Regions from separate parts of the Zea mays genome. Here region 2 is linked to region 1. Evidence: chromatin contacts called from public Hi-C data. All regions are on one chromosome and are shown on one strand. The core of a region is the stretch at or near the end of the contact, and the rest is flanking DNA. Distances in the headings are between cores, read along the strand shown. Region 1 holds the start of LOC103651416 (DUF538 family protein). Region 2 holds the start of LOC103651417.

Region 1 (6,988 bases), core at 1,205-3,704:
TCCACTTTGTGTTTTCAACTATTATTGATTTGATTGTGTTGCTTTGAAGTGAGACTGATTCTAGTTGGTCACACTCTTGTCTGTTTAAATTTTGATGACATTTACGGTACTTCAATACTCTGTACAGGCTGATAACTACGAGAAAATTTTCTCGCACATGAAACCAAACAGTATTCTTGGTTTGTCACATGGATTTCTCCTTGGACATTTGCAATCTCTGGGTTTTGATTTCCCTAAAAGCATCAGTGTGATTGCTGTATGCCCCAAGGGAATGGGCCCATCAGTCAGAAGACTTTATGTTCAGGGCAAAGAGATCAATGGTGCTGGTATCAATGCTAGCTTTGCTGTTCACCAGGTGTGTTACATATGAGTATTGTCTGAATAGTTTATTACTTGTTTACCTTCACCAGGTATATTACATATGTTACACATGCTTGTTTTGTGTGGTTCTTCCTTCAAGTGTATATTTTTGAATCTCTATTGACATTCTTGTGTTGTTCTTTGCATTTTATAGGATGTTGATGGAAGGGCAACAGATGTAGCTCTAGGGTGGTCAGTAGCTTTAGGTTCTCCTTTCACATTTGCTACTACTCTAGAGCAGGAGTACCGGAGTGACATTTTTGGCGAGCGAGGTGAGTGGTGACTTTTTCTGTCTAATGAAATAAAGTTTTGCACTTTGAAGTTTGAATCTGTATTTGGTTATTTATTATGCAGGTATTTTGCTTGGTGCTGTCCATGGCATGGTGGAGGCTCTTTTCAGGAGATACACAGAACAAGGAATGGACGAGGACTCAGCATATAAGAATACTGTAGAGAGCATCACTGGAATTATATCGAAAACTATTTCAAAGAAGGTACACAAAGCTTTTTGTATCTTTTGATTGTTTCATTTTGGCTTTACTCATCGCATGTATTTCCATGGTACCAGGGTATGCTTGAAGTGTATAACTCCTTGACTGAAGAAGGAAAGAAGCAGTTTATTGAGGCCTATAGTGCAGCATATTACCCATGCATGGACATATTGTATGAGTGCTATGAAGACGTCTCTTCTGGAAGTGAGATTAGAAGTGTGGTGTTGGCTGGGAGGAGATTTTATGTATGCTTTCCCGTCTACTAAAATGCTAAATCATATTCTATTTGTGGATCTCCAATGAAACAAAACGAAATGATTACATGCATTTTCCTTTCTCTTAACAGGAGAAGGAAGGGCTCCCTGCTTTCCCTATGGGAAAAATTGATCAAACACGTATGTGGAAGGTGGGTGAAAGGGTCCGTTCAACCAGGCCACAAGGTGATCTTGGCCCACTGCATCCCTTCACTGCTGGAGTGTATGTTGCACTAATGATGGCTCAGGTTCGATCCCATATCCAGAAGGGTAATAGCGTCTCATTACACGCCGGTTAGTGAAATGTTTAACAGTCTTTTGTTTGAATCATTGTAGATTGAGGTCCTTAGGAAGAAGGGCCACTCTTACTCAGAGATAATTAATGAGAGCCTGATCGAGTCCGTGGACTCGTTGAACCCGTTCATGCATGCTCGCGGTGTGGCCTTCATGGTCGATAACTGCTCCACAACTGCTCGTTTGGGATCTAGGAAGTGGGCACCACGCTTCGATTACATCTTGACCCAACAGGCGTTTGTGACTGTTGACAAGAAAGCACCGATCAACCAAGACCTCATCAGCAACTTCATGTCTGACCCTGTCCACGGTGCCATCGAAGTCTGCGCTCAGCTGAGGCCCACTGTTGACATCTCAGTGACCGCTGATGCTGATTTCGTGCGTCCAGAGCTTCGACAGTCTTCATAAGCTTGTATGGATCCGCAGTGTGACTGCAATGGCTAGTTTGTAAGAACTTAATATGCCTGGGCTTTTGAACTCTTAGATTGTGCCTGTATTGCTCGTGCTTGAGGACCAGAAAAGTAAACTCTTGGCGGTGTGGTACTGTTGTGATTTGCAAGAATAAAAATAAATTTCTGTTGATCATTCCCTGGTGTCCAATTGTACACCTGAAGCTAATTTTGTTCACCATTTCGACTTCGATTTGCTAGTTCATGCCTAACTTGATTCCCTGATAGAAGAAAGGTCCACGTGGACTAAAAAAGGAACAATCTCCACGAGTAGCTGTGACATTCTCTCAACGTTTGCAGTTCTTCTGATTGACAGGAGAAGCCTGAACCGTCTTGTTGAGAGAGGGACAAGCATAGAGCATCGCACCGGCGGCATTTGCCGGGCAATCGGACTAGGCAATGCTGCAAACCCTGCGCCAAGCTGACAAGCAGACAACACTACCAACAAGTAGCATCGCTCGGTCATTCCGCCGTCGAACTCGAACATCCGCATCGCAAACTTCTAAAACCCCCAACGATTAATTCGAGGCCTGTCAGCACTCGTTCGCTTGGCGTTTCTTGGTCCACCCCCCCTCCCCTTATATAAATAAGAGAAACTCCCGACAGCCAGACGCAAAGCACAGCGTCGATCGATCAGCACAGGTAATTGAACGAGCAGGTCGATCAGCTAGCTAAGCAAAGCGGGCATATGGCCGAGAGGGCGGGCGGCGTGGTGAAGAAGGGGCACGAGGAGGGCCTGAAGATGGCGGTGTCGCTGCTGGAGGAGTTCGGGCTGCCGCTGGGCCTGCTGCCCCTGGCGGACGTGATCGAGGTCGGGTTCGTGCGCGCCACCGGGTACATGTGGATCGCGCAGCGGAAGAAGGTGGAGCACCAGTTCAAGCTGGTGGGCAAGCAGGTGAGCTACGACGTGGAGGTCACAGGGTACGTCAGCGCCAGGCGCATCAAGAAGCTCAAGGGCGTCAAGGCCAAGGAGCTCATGCTGTGGCCGCCCGTCAACGAGATCACCGTCGACGACCCGCCCACGGGCAAGATCCACTTCAAGAGCCTCGCCGGCGTCACCAAGACCTTCCCGGTCGAGGCGTTCGCCGCGGGACAGTAGCCGCGCGCGCGCGCACGCTGTGTGGGAAGCTCGCTTTGCTTTGCTTGTTTATGTTACCCCACCTCGTTGCTTGATGATTTGCCGCATCATGCATAAAAGGGCACCTACGTGATGCTAAACCATAAAATAGCACCGCGAGTCCACGACGCGATATGGATTTGTACGGTTTCGCCATCTGGTTATAATTATAAGGATGAACTACTACTCCAGCCTTACAGCTGCGCAATAGTCGAGAGTGCCAACACGTACTGTATCCTCCCGGTACATGTTTCGCGTTCAGCCGCGCGTTCCGGCAAGCTCCCGCATCTTGTAGGGTTCGCGCGTTCATGCACGTGGGCCGGACACCGGCGATGTGGCTCCCGGCCTGGGAAACTTTTGTTCCGCGTTTCATCATAGGCCCATGCCAACTTTTGTTCCAACGCTATTAGGCCCTATGAGCGGCGGAGCTTGGATCGGCAGTCCATCACAAAAATAAGTATAGACCCCACCTACAGGTCCATCAGATAAAGTTTTAGTTATATTATTGGTCTACGGGTGGGGTCTATACTCATTTTTATGAGAGGCTACAAACAGCCTGATTTACAGCCGGTCTGCAGCAAATTTTTTTCCCATCCACCGCTTTACTTGCACGAATGTTTACTAATCTAATTAGTTCAACGTATTAATCATTAAATCAGCGTCTTTCTATGGATGATGTACTTTATTCCAGGACTACCCTAGAGCATCTTCAACATATCTCAATCCTTAATTTAGGTAAAAATTTAAAAAACAGCCGTCCAACATAACTCTATTAACTGATCACATCTTTCCGCACGCGAAAAAAATTCCTTCGATGCAGAAATTTCCGCAGGCGCATGTCCTCTCAATCCCTTCTTTTTACCGTTCCCGCGTGAGAATCATCGTTCCCGCTCCTACTGAATGGTATGATCCCATCATCACGCTCTGGCTCTGCGCTGCCCTCCGCCGCCATCTCCCTCCTTTCCATCTACTCAGAGTCGTTGATCGTCTTTCTCCGATAGGATTGGGAGACGTTGCGCTCTACCTGCACAACGCTCTTGAAAGGGAAATGTGCCTTTGGGCCATTTCTAAGTATTTTGGTGATTGAGTGCAAACACAAGTGCTTAAATGTGAAAATGTGCCCATGGTTGAACAAAGTGCAAATCACAAGTAAAGGTATGTTTCTAAGCCTTAGTACATTGGTTTTGTGTACTAATATCTTGTCTAAGTGTTAGAAACAGGAAGAAGAAGAAAAGAAAAGAAGTGGAGAGTGGCTGTGTACAGCCAAAGGCTGTTTCGGGCTGGGGCACCGGACTGTCCGGTGTGCACCGGACAGTGTCCGGTGCGCCAGACCAGCGCGGAGCAAACCAGCCGCTCTCGGGTTTTTCTCCAGCGACTTCGGCTAAAATTCACCGGACTGTCCGGTGTGCACCGGACTGTCCGGTGAGCCAACGGTCGGCCGCGGAATCTGCGCGCGACACGTGGCCTGGCCAACGGTCGGGAGGGGGCACCGGACTGTCCGGTGCGCCAGATCTGCAACGGTCGGCAACGGTCGACTGGACTGTTTAAGGAAAGAAATCGGGCACCGGACAGTGTCCGGTGTGCACCGGACTGTCCGGTGCGCCCGACGACAGAAGGCAAGGATGGCCTTCTAGATTTGTTCTCAACGGCTCCTAGCTGCCTTGGGGCTATAAAAGGGACCCCTAGGCGCATGGAGGAGAAAACCAAGCATTCCTTGAGCACTCTTGATCACTCACACATCAATCTTGCACACTTGTTCGATATTCTAGTGATTTGAGCTCCGTTCTAGTGTGCTAGTCTTTTGAGCTCAAGTCTGGGTCTTGTGTGTGCGTATTCGCTGTGATCTTTGTGTTGTGTGTGAGTTGCTAATCCCTCCCTTGCTCCGTGATTCTCTGTGAACATCTTTTGTAAGGGCGAGAGGCTCCAAGTTGTGGAGATTCCTCGCAAACGGGATTGAGAAAAGAAAAGCAAGAACACCGTGGTATTCAAGTTGATCATTGGATCACTTGAGAGGAGTTGAGTGCAACTCTCGTCCGTTGGGACGCCACAACGTGGAGTAGGCAAGTTTTTGTACTTGGCCGAACCACGGGATAACCACCGCGTCATCTCTGTGATTGATTTCTTGTGGTTATTGTGTTTTGACTCCTCTCTAGCCACTTGGCCATACTTGTGCTAACACTTAACAAGTTTTTGTGGCTTAAGTTTTTGAAGTTTTACAGGATCACCTATTCACCCCCCCCCCCTCTAGGTGCTCTCAATTGGTATCGGAGCCGTTCTCTTCAAGAAAGGGACTAACCGCCCGAAGAGATGGATCCTAAGGGGAAGGGAATCGTGATCAACGATAAGGAGAAGGAGTCCTTCGTCAACGAGCCCAAAGATGACAAGCCTAACGACTCTGGCTCGGGTCATAGACGGAAGGAAGGAAAGAAGAAGAAGACAAGGCGCATCAAGGAGATCGTCTACTACGACGACAGTGATGAGTCTACTTCTTCCCAAAAGGACGACGACCACAACGACTACGAATAAAGGAAACCGGTTAATTCTAACTTTTCTTTTGACTACTCTCGAATTCCGCAAAGTTCAAATTCACATTTGCTTTCCATTCCACTCGGCAAGCCCCCACACTTTGATGGGGAGGACTACGGATTTTGGAGCCACAAAATGCGTAGTCACCTATTCTCTCTCCATCCTAGTATATGGGAGATTGTAGATAGTGGAATGCACTTTAATAGTTCGGATAGTCCTATATTCATTAATGAGCAAATCCATAAGAATGCACAAGCTACTACTGTTCTTCTAGCTTCATTGTGCAGGGATGAATATAACAAGGTGAGTGGCTTGGATAACGCCAAGCAAATCTGGGATACCCTCAAGATCTCTCATGAGGGAAATGACGCTACCTTGCTCACCAAAATGGAGTTGGTGGAGGGCGAGCTTGGACGGTTCGCGATGATAAGGGGCGAGGAGCCAACTCAAACATACAACCGGCTCAAGACCCTTATCAACAAAATAAGGAGCTACGGAAGCACGCGATGGACGGACCACGACGTCGTCCGCCTAATGCTAAGGTCCTTTACCGTTCTTGATCCTCATTTGGTGAATAATATTCGTGAGAATCCCAGGTACACCAAAATGTCGCCCGAAGAAATTCTTGGGAAGTTCGTAAGTGGGCGAATGATGATCAAGGAGGCAAGATACGTGGACGATGCGTTGAACGGTCCCATCCATGAGCCTCAACCCATTGCTCTCAAGGCAACAAGGAGCAAAGAAGCGCTACCAAGCAAGGTGGCGCAAGTTGAGGCGGCCGGGCTAAATAATGAGGAGATGGCCCTCATCATTAAGCGCTTCAAGACGGTGCTAAAAGGTCACAAAGGGCAGCCAAGCAAGACCAAGACGAAGGGGAAGCGCTCATGCTTCAAGTGCGGTAAGATTGGTCATTTTATCGCTAACTGCCCCGATAATGATAGTGACCAGGAAAAAGGAAACAAGAGGGAAAAGGAGAAGCATTACAAGAAGGCAAAGGGCGAGGCGCATCTAGGCAAGGAGTGGGACTCGGATTGCTCCTCTTCCGACTCCGACAATGAAGGACTCGCCGCCACCGCCTTCAACAAATCAACCCTCTTCCCCAACGAGCGTCACACATGCCTTATGGCAAGGGAGAAGAAGGTATGTACTCGCAACTCTACCTATGCTTCTTCAAGTGAGGACGAATCTAGTGATGAGGATGAAGTAGATTATTCATGTTTGTTCAAGGGCTTAGATAGATCTAAGATAGACAAAATTAATGAATTAATTGATGCCTTGAATGAAAAGAATATACTTTTAGAAAAGCAAGAGGATTTATTATATGAAGAACATGATAAGTTTGTAGAGGCTCAAAAATCCCTTGCATTAGAAATTAAGAGAAATGAAATGCTTGCTTGTGAAGTGTCAACATGCCATGATTCTATTTCTAACTTAAAGAGCATAAACGATGATTTAAATGCTAAACTAGTAGAAGCAAATAAATCCAACTCTTGTGTT
Region 2 (6,995 bases), core at 2,208-4,707, 150 kb before region 1:
CCTGAGCTGCGACAGCAGCGTGACGTCGAGCAGGTACACCGGCTTGGACATGGCGGCCAGCGCGGCCCGCACGGCGGCCTGCGCCGGGACGGGGCCGGCGGGGTACGCCGGCCCGGGGACCGGCTGCGTCTGCTGCGCGCAGCTCCGCGAGCCCTCGCCCCAGTCGGCTCCGCTGCAAAGGAGACAAACAAAACGCGTCCGCGTCGTTTTTTATTTAAGCTGGATGTTGGTTGGGCCTTCGGATGTTGTGGGCTTTGGTGGGTATGCTTACTTGTAGTGGGTCGGCGAGATGCCCTGGAAGTAGACCTTGGTCCTGGAGGTGTCGACGCTGGAGTCGACCCACCTGGCCCATGTGGACATCCCCTTGGAGAAGGCCGTGAGCCGGTCCATGTCCTTCATCACCTGCCCTCCGTCTTGGACGTAGTCCCACCTGGGTGCACGGCATCGGCATCGGTATGAAACAAAAAAAAAACCAAATGCAAAAAAGAAGTGGTGGTTGGGTGTCGTGGACGCACGGTTGGTCCCTGCCGGTGTGCGTCCACCAGTGCCACGTGTTGAAGACGAGGACGTCGGCGCCGAGCCACGCGTCGCCGGTGATGGAGTCGAGCTTGAGCACCCGGCCGACGGACTCCTCGACGATGTCCACCAGGTAGGTGCTCCGGTAGTAGGCCACCGACACCCCGTAGTCCTGCCACCAGATCGACAGGCGCACGTTAATTAGCTGGCGTGCGGTGCGGCCCCGCGGCGCGCGACCGGCAACAAACTCTGGCCGCCGTGCCCGTGCGCCGCGCCTCATCCGTATCCGAGTACCACCAAAAACCAGAGCAGCGGTATTAAATGTCGATCGATCTCCTCGACAATGCATTGCGTGTTACGCCTGCTATGCACGTGGTACATGGCCGCGCCGTACCGTACCAATAGGCACACCACGCACAAAGGTCCAAAGGCGTCGGCGCCTCCTGTACGTGTATGCAGTGGACGCGGCCATAACCTGGTTAGTCGTCGGCGACAAATATCTCTGCTTGTCTGCGTTGCGTCCTAGGATTCACGGCAGTGATAGCTGAACTCATGTCGATCGATGACCTTGGTTACCAACAGTCAGTCGCCCCGCATCCAGTTGCATCGCATCGCATCGCAACGCATGTGAGCTGTCGTTGGCAACAGCCATGCATGATAGCAATGTGCATTTGAGTGAGGTGGGATTATTGCTGGGACAACGACTGCACTGCACTGCACCCTACTAGTACTCCACATGAAGCAGTGGTTCAGCTGTCCGGGTCATCTGAAATGCTAAATTGACGACGGCCTGGTGCAAGGAGCAGGCCCCACCAGACACAGACGAGTGCGGTTGGCCAGGTTGTCTTGCGTGGCGTTTCTATTCCAGTGCAACACCCGCTAGATCTAACGGTTCAGATAGACCAACATGAGCACTCAGTATCAGTATGGGGGGAAGGATCTGTGACCTATTTTACCGTCTAATTTCACTTCGTTTTGGCTTTTTATGCCACTTGCCACTTTGCGCCTCTTTTGAAAACAAAGCTCGTGTCTGCTCAGCTTTGTATCGTAACCCCCCCCCCCCCCCCCCCCCCCCCCCCCTCCGTTCCATGAAAAGTGTTCCATTGTTTAATTCGTGGTGGTCAAACTTTACCAGGTTCACACTTCACAGACAATATTAGATATTATATATAAGTTTAATATAAGAATATATTCAACGGTTTTTCTAATGACACTGGTTATGTATTCTAAAGAACAATATTCTCCTGTACATATTTAGTTAAAGCTAATAGTATTTAACTTTTTGGGAAACCAAAATATGTGTGAGAGAGAGAGATAAAGGGAGCAGCCTAAACAGGCGGCACAGTACATGGCACGCGTGAATACCGTCCGGTACCACCACGGCCTATAATGCCTACCTGCCTGCTTCTACGAAAGTCACCGTTGCACATCCCATCTTTACAAGCACGAGTTCACGTAGGTCCATCCACAAAATCACGCTCACAGTCCGTATTTCATCACTTGGCAGAAGTGCTTCCGATTTTGGAAGACCAGTAGGTTCCTAGACGCTACCATCAACTGCCTAATGGCATGCTTTCATAGACGCTGGCAGTCTGATTACAATAACAGAAGAAATTTATAAAAGAGGGATCGCATCGCGTCGCATCTGGTGGACACAGGACGAGAGGGTCCAACAGTTTTGACCCCCTGTCAGCGTATCACGGTTCACGGGTAGTAAGACCGATGAGCAAGGAGACCTGTATCCGTAGCAAAACGCCAAAAGCGAACCATGGAACGCCTTTTTGTGTCCCTTCCCCCGTCACGGACCACCCACGAGCGAATTCCTCCTCTGCCACCACCACATGAGCAAATGGGCGGTGCGATTTGGCGCTGGTGCGCTACACTACACTACACTGCCCCGCCTCCATCTGCGGCAGACAAACGCGCCGTTCCACCCCTAGTGCCCCAAGGCCTGCGGCCGGAACTCCCAAAAGCCCAGCACGGGCACAGGCACAAACCTTTTCGAAAGATTATACTGTCTATTTCCAATCTTTGGTTAATTAGATGCTTAAGGCCTAGTTTGACGACCCTATTTTTCGCCAGAACGTTGCGCCGTGCTACTCTCACTAAAACCGAAAGGAGTGGTACACTGGTACTAGCATAGCACATGCAGGGGCACGGGCGCGGCAGGGTAGCGGCGCGTACGCACCTGGAACGTGACGCTGGAGACGGGGTTGCCCCTGGCGTAGGCGACCCTGGAGGACGCCGGCGCGGCCGCGCGCAGCATGCACGCAAGCGACTCCCACTGGTTCAGGCTGATGGAGTCCCCCACGAACAGTATCTTCTTCCCCTTCCACCGCCTCAGCAAGTCCTGCCCGTTGAACCTGGCGTGTTGGCAGCAACGACGGCGGGCGCGCCGTTATTAGCTCCAGGAGCACAGCCTGCACTGCACAGCCGCGCGGCGCGGCCTGGGCGCTTGGCTCCTGCTGGCGCGCCGAGATTCGATTCGATTCGATCGATGGAGGCGAGCACGCGTACGTACCTCGGGAGCTCGCAGGACGCCGGGCGCCACCGGTACTTGAGGTACAGCTTGTCGGGCCGGCCATACTTCTGGCAGTCGAACTCCGGCTCCACGAAGGGGCACCCCGCCGCGTCGTACATCGGCAGCGTGTCGTCGTACACCCAGCTGCCCTGGAACAGGTTGCACGACGCCATGCCAGTGCCGGGAGCGCCACCACGCTGGGCGCGCCGCCCTCCCCCGTGCCGCGTGCTGTTGTGCTGCCTCGCGGGCTTGTGCCGGAGGCCGAGCGTGCCAGTGCCCGTGCCCGCGGCGGCGGCGGCGCGCAGTAGCGACCACGCGACGGCCGCGGCGAGGAGGGGCAGGAGTGGCAGCTGCCGGTGCCGCTGCTTGGCCGCCATTGCGCGGCGCTGTGGAGTGAGCAGCGAGGAGCTGGGCCTTGCGGGGACGGACACGGACACGGACGGGTCAGATGAGGCCGGCGCGCCCGACTTTTTATAATAGTAAGCAGAGAGCGACGGGTTTTGCGCCTTTTATCCTGGCCTCTCTGGCTCTCTCTCTCAGCTTTTTCCCTGGGCTGGCCCTGGCCCTGGCCGGCCGGATTATCTCCGGTTAGATTCTCGGCCGGTCGCTGGCCGCTGGGGCCTGAGCGGCTGCGCCATGGGAATCCGCCGGGAAGGTTTTCCCTGCTGAGGCTGAGGTGGCAGAGGCTGACAGATGCGGCGATGTGACGACTCTGTATCGGCAGCGGCAAGGTCAGAGGCAGCGGTCGCCGGCAATACAGAGGTAGTAGTCCACGCCACGGCCCGCGGCGTCACCCTGTTACCGCCACTACCAGGCTCGTACATCGGCACCGCCCTTGAAAGAACTCCCACGGACTGCTGTCATTTTGTATCCGCCTAGTCTGACCTCTTGCATACGACGAGCATACGCTGGACTCCTGGTGGTTCATTGACCAATGTAGTATGTACATGAGTGCTTCAGGTACATGTACATGCATCTGCATATCTCCTCCGGCCTCACTCCGTGATTGCGGCATTGCGAATATACATTTGGTTTCCATATTTCTATGCTTCACTCGTTAGTACATCGGATGTGACGCTGTATACACTTCCAAGTTGGAGTGCATGCCCTTTATTAAATCTTTATATAATACTCATAATTAATATTCAAACATTAAACTTTAGTTAGCTGAATCAAACCCTTCGATGTTGCGCCCGCACCAGCTTTGTGGATCTATGGATCACTTATCCTGCTCTATGAGCATAGCAAGCGGAGTTATACACTTATACTCATTAGGGGTGGAACCACATGTTTGTCTAGGGACACTGGACCGATTTTTCCAACTCCTATGCTCCCATCTCTTTTCTGGTCTCTGTCCTCACCCAGATTATTTCGTACCATCATATAGAACATCGACCTTGCCCCATCAACCAGCGTGTTCCGGATCCCCATGCAACCACTATGAGCGTTCCGGATTTCATGCAACCACTACGAGTGCTTTCTCCTTCTCATTGTCGTTGAAAATCGACTAGATGGGAGATGAATAGACGAAAACTGAAAATTATAAACTTTGAGCACGCACTTCACCCGGGGTTAGGGTTAGAAATAAATAATAGTGAATTCGGAGTACGGAAGATAGTTATTCTTGATGTGATTTGCTCAATCAATGCGGATAACTTTGGGAGCCAACTCAAAAACAACGTGAGCAAGAGAACTTTTAGTGAGAGGGGAGATGGAAGAAACAAATCGAACGGTGAAGATCAACACAAATGGACACGGCGATTTGTTTCACGAGGTTCGGTTCCAAAGAACCTACTCCCGTTGAGGAGACCACAAAGGCCGGGTCTATTTCAACTCTTTCCCTGTCTCAATCGGTCACTTAGACCGGTTGAGTGCTTCTTCTCAATCTCACGGGTCACTAAGACCCCGCAAGGATCACCACACAATTATGTGTCTCTTACAAGCTTTACAAAACACTAGAGAGTTTAGAGATAGATGAAGAAAGCAACAATTGAAACACAAATCACCCTCTCTCAAGTCACTAAACATTTTAGATCACTTGACTTGATTTTGGCATTTGGAGAGGATTGGAGGCTTTGAATTTGTCTTTGGAGTGTATTATTTGCTCTTGTATTGAATGTAGAGAGTGGGAAGCTTGGATTGCTTGAATGGTGGTGGTTGGAGGTATTTATAACCTCAATCACTATTCTAGTCGTTGTCTCAATTCTCTGTCGATGGGCACACCGGACAGTCCGGTGATGCACCGGACACTCCACTGTTCACTGTTCGGTGAGTGTCACGTCAGCCGACCGTTGGAGTTTGGAGCTGTTGACCGTTGAAGTCGTCTATCTTTTTGGTGCACCGGACAGTCCGGTGGCACACCAGACAGTTTGTGCGAACTGGCATCGCAGACTGTCTCTGACCTTGTCGGCGTTTCGAGACCGGGGGGTCCCTGGGCCGACGAGTGAAATGTCGCCGCATGCCCCAGCCCAGATGGGTCAGCGCGAGACGGAGCGCGAAGGGGGGAAAAGGCAGACGGAGAGAGTGAGAGGTGGAAATCCCGCGGCCTTCGTGTTTGTCCCGCGCCCAGGTCGGGTGCGCTTGCAGTAGGGGGTTACAAGCGTCCACGCGGGAGGGGAGTGTCGGCGTTTCGAGACAGGGGGGTCCCTAAGCCGACGAGTGAGTGTGCTGCGTGCCCCAGCCCAGATGGGTCGAGCGCGTGGGCGAGCGCGAAGGGGGGAGAGGCGAGGTGGCCGGAGTCGAGCGTGAGAGAGGTGTAAGTCCCGCGGCCTTCGTGTTCGTCCCGCGCCCAGGTCAGGTGCGCTTGCAGTAGGGGGGTTACAAGCGTCCACGCGGGTGAGGGAAGCGAGCGGCCCCAAGAGAGCGCCTGTCCCGTCCTCGGTCCCGCGCGGCCAACCTCCTCTGAGAAGGCCCTGGTCCTTCCTTTTATAGTCGTAAGGAGAGGATCCAGGTGTACAATGGGGATGTAGCAGAGTGCTACGTGTCTAGCGGAGGGAGAGCTAGCGCCCTAGGTACATGCCAATGTGGCAGCCGGAGAGATCTGGGCACCCTGCTGGCGTGATGTCGTGGCTGTCGGAGGTGCGGCGGAGCCTGATGGAGGGACAGCTGTTGGAGCGGTCGAGTCCCTGCTGACGTTGTCCTGCTTCCGTAAGAGAGCCGGGGGCCGCCGTCGTCACAGAGCTTGCGGAGCGCCATCATTGCCCCTCCGGCGGAGCTGGCCGGATGGGACGCCGGTCTTGTTCTCCGTGACCCGAGTCGATTCGGGGTAGGATGATGATGGCGCCTCTTGTTGGCGTGGCGGTCTATGCCCTAGGCAGGGCGACGTGGGGGTTCCTCCGAAGCCAAGGTTGAGTTTGCCTTTTGTTGCCGTGGCCGAGCCCGAGCCAAGGGGTCGGGCGAGGCGGAAGTCGTTCGGCCGAGGCCAGGGCGGAGTCCGAGCCCTGGGATCGGGCGAAGCGGAGTTTCGTCGTCTTCCGGGTGCTAGCCCGAGTCCGAGCCCTGGGGTCGGGCGGAGCGGAGTTCACCGTCTTCCGGGTCTTAGCCCGAGTCCGAGCCCTGGGGTCGGGCGGAGCGGAGTTCGCCGTCTTCCGGGTCTTAGCCCGAGTCCGAGCCCTGGGGTCGGGCGGAGCGGAGTTCGCCGTCTTCCGGGTCTTAGCCCGAGTCCGAGCCCTGGGGTCGGGCGGAGCGGAGTTCGCCGTGGCGCCTTTGGCAAGGCCTGACTGCCTGTCAGACTCACTCTGTCGAGCGACACTGCAGTCGAAGTGGCGCAGGTGGCGCTGTCCTTCTGTCAGACTGGCCAGTGGAGCAGTGGAGTGACGGTGGTCACTTCGGCTCTGCCGGGGGCGCGTGTCAGGATAGAGGTGTCAGGCCACCTTTGCGTTAAATGCCCCTGCAATTTGGTCAGTCGGTGCGGCGATTTAGTCAAGGTTGCTTCTGAGCGAAGCCAAGGCCTCGGGCA

Evidence for each region. Hi-C and Micro-C count contacts between places; a contact is called where the count stands out from the background.
Region 2: a Hi-C map of tassel shows a contact between it and region 1, with 2.2 times the contacts expected there. The contact joins the promoter of LOC103651417 here to the promoter of LOC103651416 in region 1. A contact is called at or near these places in 7 of 25 Hi-C or Micro-C datasets (ear, leaf, root tip and 1 more).

Annotation. Positions count from the first base shown.
Region 1 is chr3:219,206,322-219,213,309 of Zm-B73-REFERENCE-NAM-5.0, reverse strand. It overlaps LOC103651416 (DUF538 family protein), which reads left to right and starts at 2,454. Exons shown (of 1, transcript XM_008677049.3): 1 at 2,454-3,175. The coding sequence starts at 2,537. The coding sequence ends at 2,947. LOC100193695 (ketol-acid reductoisomerase) reads left to right here. Exons shown (of 10, transcript NM_001138787.1): 5 at 128-355; 6 at 515-632; 7 at 715-854; 8 at 929-1,096; 9 at 1,198-1,353; 10 at 1,442-1,983. The coding sequence ends at 1,807.
Region 2 is chr3:219,360,318-219,367,312 of Zm-B73-REFERENCE-NAM-5.0, reverse strand. It overlaps LOC103651417, which reads right to left and starts at 3,457. Exons shown (of 5, transcript NM_001150673.2): 1 at 3,038-3,457; 2 at 2,705-2,879; 3 at 516-688; 4 at 272-430; 5 at 1-172. The coding sequence starts at 3,414.